Regions from separate parts of the Sus scrofa genome. Here regions 1, 2 and 3 are each linked to region 4. The links are chromatin contacts, called in public HiChIP or PLAC-seq and promoter capture Hi-C maps. All regions are on one chromosome and are shown on one strand. Each heading gives the region's core, a stretch centred on a gene start, on an enhancer-like site or on the middle of the called end of the contact. The rest is flanking DNA. Distances are from core to core; before and after follow the strand shown. Region 1 holds the start of DLST (dihydrolipoamide S-succinyltransferase). Region 2 holds the start of FOS (Fos proto-oncogene, AP-1 transcription factor subunit). Region 3 overlaps RPS6KL1 (ribosomal protein S6 kinase-like 1). Region 4 holds the start of ZC2HC1C (zinc finger C2HC domain-containing protein 1C).

Region 1 (2,700 bases), core at 193-2,692, 170 kb after region 4:
ACCTCTCTTAGCCTTGAATGATACATGCGTAAATAAAGAAAATTTCTCTTTTACTGTTTTTTAATGATTAACTGAAAAAAAGTACAGAAAGCACTCAGAACAATGCTTGGCACACAGAATGCCCATAATACGATCAACTCATTCAACAAATATTTGTATCATGTGTATAAAAAACTATTGGGATAAAACCAAAATTCTTTCTCCTAGTCTCGATACCTCGTGGCACTCTACCTCATGGCACTCTCTCCCTTAACCAAAATGCTCTGGTCAAATCACCTTTTTTTTTTTTCCAGTAACGAAATACTGCCAAGGTCTTTACTTCCTCAGGGACTCTGCACTTGCTATTCCTTTTCCCTCTCCTGCTCTTCATCACCCTGGCCTCTGTCACATCCTGTGGGTCACAGCTTTAGTGTCCTGCTTCATTTGTTTCCTTCTCAGCATTTAACCAAGATTCACGATAGTCCATTTGTTTAACAATTTACACCGTGTCCTTCCCACTAGACTGTATGGTCTACGGTCTAGTACAAGGAGAACCACTCACTGATGAATCCCTAGTGAGTGCCTAGCACAGTGCCTGACACATTGCGGATACTGAGTAACTATGTGCTAAATGAATAAATGATGTTTGTTATTAAATAGCATCTTGTTTCATTCCTATCTATCTGAACACCATGCGGAGAAACACAGGCACCCCATTTCCTCACATACGGCTCTGCCCAGGAGGAGAGCATTTTTAGGTGACAGCAAGGGCAGAACTTACCAGGCAGGGAACGTCTCCCTAGAGGGCAGTTCCCCTGTGGAGAAAGAAGACATTATCGACGTCACCCAGAGGAAAGAAACAGCTTTCTCTCTTAAATACAGACTCAAAGCTGTCCCGGTGCTGGTGACAGGTGAAATCTCATGACGCCGAAAGCTAATGGCAACAGCCTAGGCGTGCTCTCACTCCGTCAGCACGCTGGGCCTGCCAAACTATCTCAACTTTCCAACGGGGCTGATACCCACTGATTTTAACAGAGAGGAAACGGGCCCTTGGATCCCGTCGGAGCATTCCGTGGCGCCTCCTCCCCAACTCTGAGTCTCGTGTCGGAGCGGGCGCGGCTCCTCCGCCCCGCGCGGAGGGTGGGGTACAGCAGGGGACCAGGCGCTGCCTGCCTCGGGCAGGCGAGGGGCTACTGGGCTCCGCAAAAGAACCCGAGAGCAACAGCGGCTCTCGGCCACCCAGCCCGCGGCCTCCGCGTCCCGATGCCCTTGGTGCCCGGCCTCGCCGGCGCGCCACGCCCCTGACCCCGAGCCGTCCGTCCGCCTGCCGGAGAGTTTTTCACCCTCCGGGGCCCCAGCCCGGCCGGACCGTACCTTCTGAAAGGCGGAAAGCGAACGGCTGAACGCCCGGGACACGCAGCGGGACCGGGACAGCATCGCGGCGGCGGCGGCGGCGGAGCCGAGGGCGGGCGGACACCGGATATAGAGCCCGGCAACAACCGGAAGCAGGGCGGACCACGGCACCCGCAGCGCAGAGAGGGGTGTTCGGAACGAACCACTGACGAACGGGGGGGAAAATCGACGGGCAGAACACAGCTGCCCTAACCTCAGCCCAGGTGTGCCCGCAGGGTGAACCCGCTGCGGCTAGGCTCCCCCGGAACAAGTTGCGCTGCCTTCCGGCCGGGACAAATCCTCTGCAGGGTACCTATGACTGTCCCGTGATCAGGTCGCCCCGGGGTCCTTCCCTCCCCGATCTTTCCGCAGAGCTGTCTCTGAGCGTGGCGCCCATCTCTCCTGGGTCCCCGGACACCCTGCTCTTCTTCCGCAGCGCTGCTGGAAAAGAGTGGAAGGCGTCAAGGGCTTCTAACTCGGACTTTGACAAACAAGCCTGCCTGATCTTACACTTGTGTGTCCTTAGACAAGAGACATTGCCTCCCTATGCCTCAAATTCCTCAACTATTAAAAAAATAATAGTAGTAAAAAGCAGTGATCACTTCCCTTTCTAACCTCGGAACAAAGAAACAACCCCAAGGAACCCTTTAACCCATTACCCTTTAACCCAGCTGAAGACCTTCACCAAGTAGCCCTACTTCTGCATCCACATCTCCTGATCTTCCCTAGCCCCTATTCAAACTCTCTACAGCCAAGCCAACTGTACCCCATACATCCTGTGCATTTTGAAAGCCATTCATTTGTCTCTCGACCTCTAGAAAATAAATTCCATTAGATTAGAGAATGTGTCTGTCTTTTTCACTGCTGTATTCCTAGTAATTTTTAAAAATTACATTTTTGTTGAAACATAATTGACATGTAGCATTGTATAAGATATACAGCGTAATGATTTGCTGTATGTGTGTGAAGCGATTATCGCAAAAAGTTTAGTGAACATCCATCCTTTCATGTAAGTACAAAATTAAAGAAATTTAAAACAAAAAAAATTTGTATGTGATGAGAACTCTTAGGATTTACCCTCTTAAAAACTTTCATATATAGCATACAGCAGGGTGAGTTTATCATGCAATACATTACATCCCTAGTACTTATTTATCTTATAAGTTTATATCTTCATCCAATTCTCCCTCCTCCCCCATCACTGGTAACCACAAATCAGATTTCTTTCTCTATGAGTTTGTTTTTGAACTATAATGTATCCCCAACACTTGGAACAGAGATTGACATCGTTTAGGTGTGCAATCAATATCTGTGGGCTGAATTGGGGCC
Region 2 (2,700 bases), core at 64-2,563, 180 kb before region 4:
CTTGGGATGGATAGGGCTTGGAGCCGGGGTTCCCAGTCCAGGATATGTAATCAGTTCCACCCATGGCTTCACCCTGTCCACTATGCTCCCCATCTCCATCAAGACTGACCTTACCCCCCCAACCCCAGCCACCACCAGAGAGAAGGTGTTGAGAACCCTCACCTGTTCCACCTTGCCCCTTCTGCCAATGCTCTGAGCTCTGCCTCCTGGCATGGTCTTCACGACTCCAGCCCTGGAGTAAGCCCCAGCCGAGGGAGTGGGGACTCCGTAGGGGTGAGGGGCTCTGGTCTGGGATGGGGCAACCGAGGAGACCAGGGTGGGTTGCACTAGCCACTGCAGGTCTGGGCTGGTCGAGATAGCAGTCACCGTTGGGATGAAGTTGGCACTGGAGACGGCCAGATCGGTGCAGAAGTCCTAGAATGAAATATAGAAGGGGAAAGCTGACGTGAGCGACCAGGCTCTGGACGCAGGTGGGGTGAGCGGAGTGCCCAGTGCCGCATGCAGCAGGGAGAGAGTGAAAAATGGACTGCTTATGTATTTTTATATGTCCTTCATCCTGGATGAAAGGTCTCTCCCTTCCCAAGAATTCCGCAGCGCAGTGCCTTTCTCCTCCATCCTGCTGCTGCGTTCCCGTTATCCCTTCAGCATCACTCGCTTGAAAGGGGGGTTGTTATAAATATCCCTGACGTCTGCGCTGACGCAGACGCCGCTCCGGAGTCTCCTGAATGAACTCGCTTTTTATCAATGAAACTGCCTTACACACCCGCCGGCTTCACCCTCCTCCTCTCACCCTCCTCCCTGCTCCAGGCTGCGAGGGGAGGGAGGATCGCCGCTTTTTGCCTCCTCCCCCGGAGGTGCCCGGCTCTAGTTAGCCAGTCTTTGCTTGGGACACTTTTGCCCCCAGCTAATGTCAGAGACCAGTCAGAGCGCGTGGGCCAGGGTCAGCTCAGAATGAGCCCACAGCGGGAGAGGAGAAAAGATTCTTATTTTGACAAGCATGTGTGCGCTCCGAACAAGTCCGGGGCTCCCGAGATAGGGCTGATCCGGCCGGGGCAAGCCTCCCTCTCTGGCCAATGGGGTCCCCGGCTTGTCTTCCTGAGCGTCCCGTCCCAGTGTCTCCTCCCCGGTAACCCCGAGCCCCGAGCCCCGCGGTGGCACGAAGCCAGCCTTACCTGCGCATTGACGGGAGAGCCCATGCTGGAGAAGGAGTCGGCCGGTGAGTGGTAGTAGGAGAGACTGTCCCCGGCAGGGGAGGCGCTGCTGCAGCGGGATGATGACGCCTCGTAGTCGGCGTTGAAGCCGGAGAACATCATGATCGCAGGTAGTCAAAGCCGGGCGAGGGGCTGAGGGGCGGAGACAGGTAGGAGCTGCGGGGCTGAGCTGGGTAAGAGCGCGGTCGCTGCTCGCTCGCTGCGCCGCTGCCGGTTCTGTCTCAGCTTAGCTGCTCGCTGCAGATGCGGTTGGAGTACTAGGCCACTGCTTTTATAACAGCATTTTATGAATGAGCCCAATACGTCACGGAGCGCTACCATTGCAGCTCTCGAGGGGTGGCGCTCGGATCTTGCCACCTCTGCAGCCTCTTTGCTGCCTCTTCCGCCGTCTCAGCCCCCTGCCTTTCGTCTTATTGTGTTTCTTTATCTTCTGAGCTTTTCTCAGTCTCGGTCTTGGGGTCGCGTAGACCCCCTAAAATGAGGGACTTCGGGGATGGCTCCCCCCACAACTTCAGGGAACGGCCGTGGAAACCTGCTGACGCAGATGTCCTAATATGGACATCCTGTGTAAACGGGAGGGAGGGATTGACGGGAACTGCTCGCGGGCTGCAGCCAACACCAAGGGTGCAGCGCGGGGGGGAGGCGGGGGCCGTGGCCGGGGGGAGGGGAGGCGGGAAAGGCAGAGAAGGCGAGCGAACATTCGCACCTGGTTCAATGCGGACCCTTGTTCCCGGGGTTGGGGGATGGGGCGTAGGCGCCTTTTTACTTGTGTACAGAAACCCGGGAAGAGTTCTGAGGTTCAGGTATAGGCGAGATAGGTACACAGCCCCTTGGGCTTAAGCCTTGGCCCCCGAAGGAATGCGCCTCCACCCCCATTCCTCATTCTATCACTAATTCGGTGCAAACTGTGGAAGCAGACCCCCACCCCCTCGCCTCAAGCCCCAGCGCTCAGCACTACTAGGACTGTTACTGCGTTTGGAAGCGGAAAGTAGAGGGATACAAAATAAGAGAATACGATAACCTACTTTATCTACGATGCTGGGTATTTTAATATTAATTTTTTTTTAAGGGAAAAGGAGCATTTTTTTCCTCGGCCAAATACGGGATGTTAGAGTTACTGTCAAACCCCAGAGACACCAGCCAATAAACATTGTGCAGAACCTCCATGCAAAAATGTCTGTAGGGTTGTTTGCCAGGTTCTGAGCTCGGGCTCCGGAGGGGCTGTCATGTGGACAAGGTCGTCAGTTGGGGTACTGGATGGAGTGAGGTATTGGGGGAGCGCAAGTCCGAGCTGGAGAGGTGGGGGTGGTTCGATGCCCCGGAAGCTGGTTATTGGGAGCCAGCAGCGGGTGATTTTCCAGCACCGACTTGGAGGGGGGAGGACGGGGGCGCTGGAAGGACCGTGCCCAGCAGCGCCAAGGCCGGAGACCGCGGCGGCTGGGACCTCAGGCACCACTCCGTGGCCTGGAAAACGGGGCTTTGGGGAGGC
Region 3 (2,700 bases), core at 179-2,678, 140 kb after region 4:
ACCATGTTGCTGTGGCTGTGGTGCAGACCGGCAGCTGTAGGATTTGACCCCTGGCCTGGAAACCTCCACATGCTGCAGGTGCAGCGCTAAAAAAAAAAAAAAGCAAGTAAAAGTATTCACTTCAAAAAGAAGCATAAGGAATGTAACTTTCTCTTTGGTGTATGGGATGCCTACAGCATCATATGTATCCTTTGAGGGGGAGCCAGGATCCGGCCGCAAGGCCGCACTATTGTTTCTTGACTCTTCCTTGTCTCCTCCTTGCCCTGCCCTGATCAGCAACTGGCTGAACCTGTCCCTTGGACTCAGGAAAGGCCATGCTGGCTGAAGGAGGCCCTTGTCCTAAAAACCAGAAATGGGGGACACAGGCTTTCGTGCCCAGGAGCCCCACAGGGCCCTGCTGGGTTTTGCCGTCATGGCAGAAGGTTCTCTTGGACTGTGCTGCATTTTAATCCCTGTCTCACAGAGCATGTAACTGAGGTTCATAGAAGTCAATTGACAAACTAGCACCCTGTCCCCCACAGCACAGAGCAGAGGACGAAGGGGGGTTTTATTTGCTTGGTTTAATGGGAAAATACCCCTCTGCTACCCTTTTGAAATATAATGAAAGAGAAAGAAGTTACAGGGGAAAATTTTTTTTATATTTATGTACTTGTATATTTTATATATGAATATATTTATATTTTATAAATGTATATACGTATATTCCCCTCCATCCTACCTAACTCTGAGATATTTTAGTGTAATTTTTTTTTCGGTCTTTAGGGCCTCACCCTTGGCGTATGGAGATTCCCAGGCTAGGGGTCGAATTGGAGCTATAGCTGTTGGCCTACACCACAGCCACAGCAACATGGGATCTGAGTTGTGTCTGCGACCCATACTGGATCCCCAGCCAGTTGAGTGAGGCCAGGGATTGAACCCACATCCTCATGGATACTAGTTGGATTTGTTTCTGCGACCCATACTGGATCCTTAACCCACTGAGCAAGGCCAGGGATTGAATCCGTGTCCTCATGGATACTAGTTGGGTTCATTAACCACTGAGCCATCATGGGAACTCCTGGTGTAATTCTTTCTTGATAGGTGTGTGTGCGTGTGTATAGATGTATTTTATTTTATTTTTAACACACTCGTTTCAGTATACTGATTGAGTTTGATTCCTGGCTTCCCTGAGCTTCGCTGCTGGTTTTTTGTTCTTTGCCAATAAGAAGCCTTGCCCAGGACAAGGTGGTGGGGAATCCCACTTGGCAAGAGATGGTGGGGAATTTACCCAGGGTGTCAGTACTTGTGGGAAACTGTGTTATCCTAAATGACCCCAGAGCCTTCTCCCCTTCTTTTTCAAACTTTTCACAAATTGGGCCAAGGATCCGGGGCCAGGCTGGATGCCGTCTCTGGCTGTCAGAGGAGAGACCCCTGCTGGTCAGAAGGGATGTCTCACGCCTGCTGCTCGGTGCTCCTAGAACCTGCCACCTCCCTTTCACTGACGATGGGGAAATGGGGATAGGGGTTGGGGGGGGTGCGTCCAGTCTCCTGGTCCTGCCCCTATTTTCAGTCACGTCTCCAGGGCTCCGGCATCGGCCTGTCTGGCTTCACATCCTGGATCTACCACTTTTTAGCAGGAGCACCTTAGGCAACAGAACCTCTCTGAACCTTAATTTCTTCATCAGTAAAATGAGTCATTAGTAATATCTGGTAGGGCTGTAGAAATAAAATTAACTAATCTGGATAAAGCCCTTAGCACGAAGTCAATGCCATGTAGCCAGTGCGGGCTTCCCCTGTGATAATAAGCATCACTCTAGGCTTTTGAGAGTGTTATGTGCAGGCAGACTGCTGCCTTGCTTGAGCTGTCTGCTCCGTCTACGGCCCTACCACCCTGGACACGCCCCATCTTCTTTTTTGGGGAGGGGGTGGGGGGGCTTTTTTCTAGAGCCGCTTCCCGCGGCATATGGAGGTTCCCAGGCTAGGGGTCGAATCAGAGCTGTAGCTACCAGCCTACACCAGAGCCACAGCAACGCGGGATCCCAGCCACGTCTGCGACCTACACCACAGCTCACGGCAATGCCAGATCCTTAACCCTCTGAGCAAGGCCAGGGATCGAACCCACAACCTCATGGTTCCTAGTCGGATTCGTTAACCACTGTGCCACAATGGGAACTCCATGCCACATCTCTTCTGATCCCAGAAGCTAAGCAGGGTTGGGCCCGGTTAGTATTTGGATGGGAGTTGTCTGCTCAAATAGAATCCTCCTCGTGGCCTTCTGAAGGAGCTACGGCCTTGACCCGTTTTGCAGTGAAGAATAACCAAGTTCTGCGAGGCCACGTGACTTTGTAAATGTGATAACTGACGTTCCAACTGACGCCTTTACATTCACCAAGGGCCTCAACCAACCAGCGATCAGGGAGGGTGGGCATGCCTAATTCCTGTTTGGAAGATGAGAAATTCTCCAAGCTCTAACCCTGAGCCTAGGCTGCAGCCTTCATCACTGCCCAGCCCCGGCGTCAGGGCCCAGCTGCCACCTGCCCCCTCGGGGAATGTGTGCAAGGCGGGCTGACGGCTAAGTCCCAACACCACGGTGCTGGTCTTGGCCCCACGTGCTCCTCATCTGGGCCAAGTCTCCACCTTCCTGCCGTGGTGGGCCCAGTGGGTCTGCCGTGTCCTCTCCTGTGGCTGAGGTCCACCCCTGCCCACCACGGAGATGCATCT
Region 4 (2,700 bases), core at 47-2,546:
TGCTTTGGGATACTGGGATTGAGGGCCTGATGAGTAAAACAAACCTTTTCTCGAATCTTGCTGGCTTATTTCAGCACAGTGGGGATAGGAGCAGCTCCAGGCTTTCATGCTGGTGTTCCATTTGGGGTGAGTGTAGAGCTTATCTAGTGTCAGCTCTTTGTTGCTCAAAAGCTCCTGCTGGAAATTATTCCTCAGGTGCCCCATAGAAGACCGCTGGGAAGAGTCACCTTTTTCATAGGGATCTTGCTTAACTGAATGGAGCTCTGGAGCTTCCCTTTTATTATATGGGAACATAATGCCCACAGGCAGAGTCAGTGCCAACTGGAGGCCAGCCATTCAGGGCTTGGACAGAAGCCTAGGGGAGATTTAAACCAGACATATGTGAGGAGTTTGTCTGAGGTTCATCTCAGCTGTGAAAGTAAACTATTTCTACACTTGTCTTACCCACAGTTTCCCTTAGACTTTTTAGGGACAGTGCTGCTAGGTCTAGCATTTGATAAGCGCTTATTATGTCCTATGGGTGCTTATTAGGTCCTAAGGATAGAAAAAGGGAATGTGATACAGGTGTTCCTGCCACCTAGCTTTCCTTTATATATATCATACATAGTGATGCTCCTGCTTACACAGTATACTCCGTAGCAGGCGGAATGAGCTATTGGGCTGAAAGTCAGTTTTCAGTCAGGACAAGCAGCATCCCCTCGCCGGCTCCAGTTTCTTCACCAGTAAACTGAGGGGTTCACTTAAGAGTTAGATGGCTGGAACTTAGGGACCTTAGGACTCCAAGTCCCGCTCCACCATTTTACAGGTAGAAAACTTCAGCCTGTTGGTAAGCAACTGGCACAAACTGCTCTCAGGACTTCCCGCCTGCTGGAACCGTGCTGGACCCCAAAGTGCAGAGAGCCGGCTCAAGGCCTGCAGCAAGTGCCTGGCTGGCAAACCCTCTCGCAAGGTGTCCTCGCAGCGCAGATGGCGGAAGGTCGGTAACCTGAGAGGCGGAGAACACCTGATCTGGCGGGGTTCATATCCGGAACGCATAAGTCCTGTTCTGTCCTGGAGGGTCAGCCGGGTAGCCCCACTGGAAACTCTGCTTTAGGGACAAGTGCTCGCTCTTCAGTCTCTCGGGCCCTTGGGAGGTCGAGGTGCTGACCCCATATCTTCCCGCCCTTCCGCGTACCTGTTCTAGCAGACGGCTCCTGCTCAGGGGAAACCCCAGAATTTAGTTTTCCAGACCACACACCACCCTCCCAACCGCCCGCCGCCGTGCAGGCGCTGTTGGCGGGCCTCTGTTATTCCTGTTGCCTGGAGACCGAAGCGCATGCGCACCCAGTCCCGCCACGCCCCGAATTCCACCGGAGAAGCGTGCGCAGCCGCAGTCCGCACACCCGGGAGTCGCCCGGTCGCGGGCGCGGTCAACACGAGTGTCATTTGACCCGGTGTCCCACCAACTCTGCAGCTCCGTCCAGCCCTGCCCTTAGGGAACGGGAGAAGAGGGTGGGAGAGGCTTTTCTGGGGCTCCATCAAAGGGCTTGTATTTTTTTTTTTTTCTCAGAGCGATGCTTTCAGGTCCTGGGGTGTGTCCTTCTCTGGCAAAAGATGGAGCGCCTTAGATGTGTCCTCAAGACCTGCCGCAGGATTCCGGTGTCCGCCCTCTTAGCCGCCGTGGGCATACTGATAGCTTTTCTTAGCACGCTCGGCTGCTTTGTACGGGCCCCAGGTACGGCTGTATACTGTCCATGGCTTTCCTTGCAAATAGTTTGGAGCTTGCGTCAAATTTTAGCAAATCGGCTAGGTTTTGCTACGCGGTGTCTTTTGCAGTATCTTTCCGGGGACGTTTTCGTAGCCAATCTAATTATTTGGATATAATGTTTTACTCTCACGTGGTAACTCTGATCCTCTCTTCTTGCGGCCAAAGAGTGACTCAACCAAGTGTAATGATAATAAAGTTAACTACCAGATCCAAAATACTCAATATAACCTGGTTTCAACACTAAAGATGCTCTGTAACTTGTTAACATCAGAAGAAGGTTTGTTTGTCTTTATGCTTCAATTCATTTGTGTAAGCTACTTGGAACAAGCAGCTTACTTTTTTCCCTGTAACTGCTTAAAAGATTCATGCCCATGGAGAACAATACGGACAGCAGTGGTCGGTGTTAATACTTTAATATGTCATATTACAGTTTTTACATGTTACGAAGAAATTCCTTGGTGGCACTCCAAGGGCAGTACTTTTATGCCTTGTTTTCTTTTCTAATTGACTCTCCACTGCCTTCTCTATGTATGCATTTCCAGACATTTCCCACTCTTCTCAAGGCCCTAATTATCTCAGCATGGGGCTTGTCTGTCATCAACTCCCTAAGCTCCCCTCCAGTCTGGCAGAATTTCCCAGGGTGCCTCCCTCCATTTTAACTTCTTTCGCTCCTGTTTCTGAGGAAGAAGAATCTTTTGTCTTTCCATGAAGTCTCTCTCTCTCTTTTGTTTTGTTTTGTTTTGTCTTTTTAGGGCTGCATACGCAGCACATGGCTGTTCCCAGGCTAGGGGTCAAGTCAGAGTTGTAGCTGCTGGCCTCCGCAACAGCCACAGCAACGCGGGATCTGATCTGAGCTACGTCTGCGACCTACACCACAGCTCACAGCAACGCCAGATTCTTAACCCACTGAGTGAGGCCAGGGATCGAACCCGCATCCATATGGATACTAGTCG

What was found. Promoter capture Hi-C pulls out the DNA fragments that hold promoters and counts their contacts. HiChIP or PLAC-seq counts read pairs in DNA pulled down with a chosen protein or histone mark.
Region 1: an H3K27ac HiChIP or PLAC-seq map of alveolar macrophages shows a contact between it and region 4. The contact joins the promoter of DLST here to the promoter of ZC2HC1C in region 4. A contact is called at or near these places in 2 of 5 promoter capture datasets (fetal skeletal muscle and liver), 1 of 47 Hi-C or Micro-C datasets (fibroblasts) and 1 of 2 datasets of contacts at active chromatin or transcription factors (alveolar macrophages).
Region 2: a promoter capture Hi-C map of fetal liver shows a contact between it and region 4, with 2.6 times the contacts expected there. The contact joins the promoter of FOS here to the promoter of ZC2HC1C in region 4. A contact is called at or near these places in 1 of 5 promoter capture datasets (fetal liver), 4 of 47 Hi-C or Micro-C datasets (embryonic fibroblasts, epiblast stem cells, skeletal muscle and 1 more) and 1 of 2 datasets of contacts at active chromatin or transcription factors (alveolar macrophages).
Region 3: an H3K27ac HiChIP or PLAC-seq map of alveolar macrophages shows a contact between it and region 4. The contact joins the enhancer-like site here to the promoter of ZC2HC1C in region 4. A contact is called at or near these places in 2 of 5 promoter capture datasets (fetal liver and fetal skeletal muscle), 6 of 47 Hi-C or Micro-C datasets (embryonic fibroblasts, epiblast stem cells, fetal skeletal muscle and 2 more) and 1 of 2 datasets of contacts at active chromatin or transcription factors (alveolar macrophages).

What each region holds. Positions count from the first base shown.
Region 1 is chr7:98,089,903-98,092,602 of Sscrofa11.1, reverse strand. It overlaps DLST (dihydrolipoamide S-succinyltransferase), which reads right to left and starts at 1,442. Exons shown (of 15, transcript NM_214397.1): 1 at 1,354-1,442; 2 at 761-794. The coding sequence starts at 1,416.
Region 2 is chr7:98,448,121-98,450,820 of Sscrofa11.1, reverse strand. It overlaps FOS (Fos proto-oncogene, AP-1 transcription factor subunit), which reads right to left and starts at 1,313. Exons shown (of 4, transcript NM_001123113.1): 1 at 1,173-1,313; 2 at 163-414. The coding sequence starts at 1,313.
Region 3 is chr7:98,119,974-98,122,673 of Sscrofa11.1, reverse strand. All of the region lies in intron 4 of RPS6KL1 (ribosomal protein S6 kinase-like 1), which reads left to right. Among named protein-coding and RNA genes, the nearest start is that of RPS6KL1, 20 kb to the left of the region's middle. Within about 2 kb of position 1,428, at least 3 of the 83 cell types and tissues checked have an H3K27ac peak or open chromatin away from gene starts, as enhancers often do. A contact at or near this core is called in alveolar macrophages and embryonic fibroblasts, where this site is marked.
Region 4 is chr7:98,263,848-98,266,547 of Sscrofa11.1, reverse strand. ZC2HC1C (zinc finger C2HC domain-containing protein 1C) reads right to left here and starts at 1,296. Exons shown (of 2, transcript XM_021099532.1): 1 at 1-1,296. The coding sequence starts at 336. It overlaps ACYP1 (acylphosphatase 1), which reads left to right and starts at 1,395. Exons shown (of 3, transcript NM_001190198.1): 1 at 1,395-1,714. The coding sequence starts at 1,594.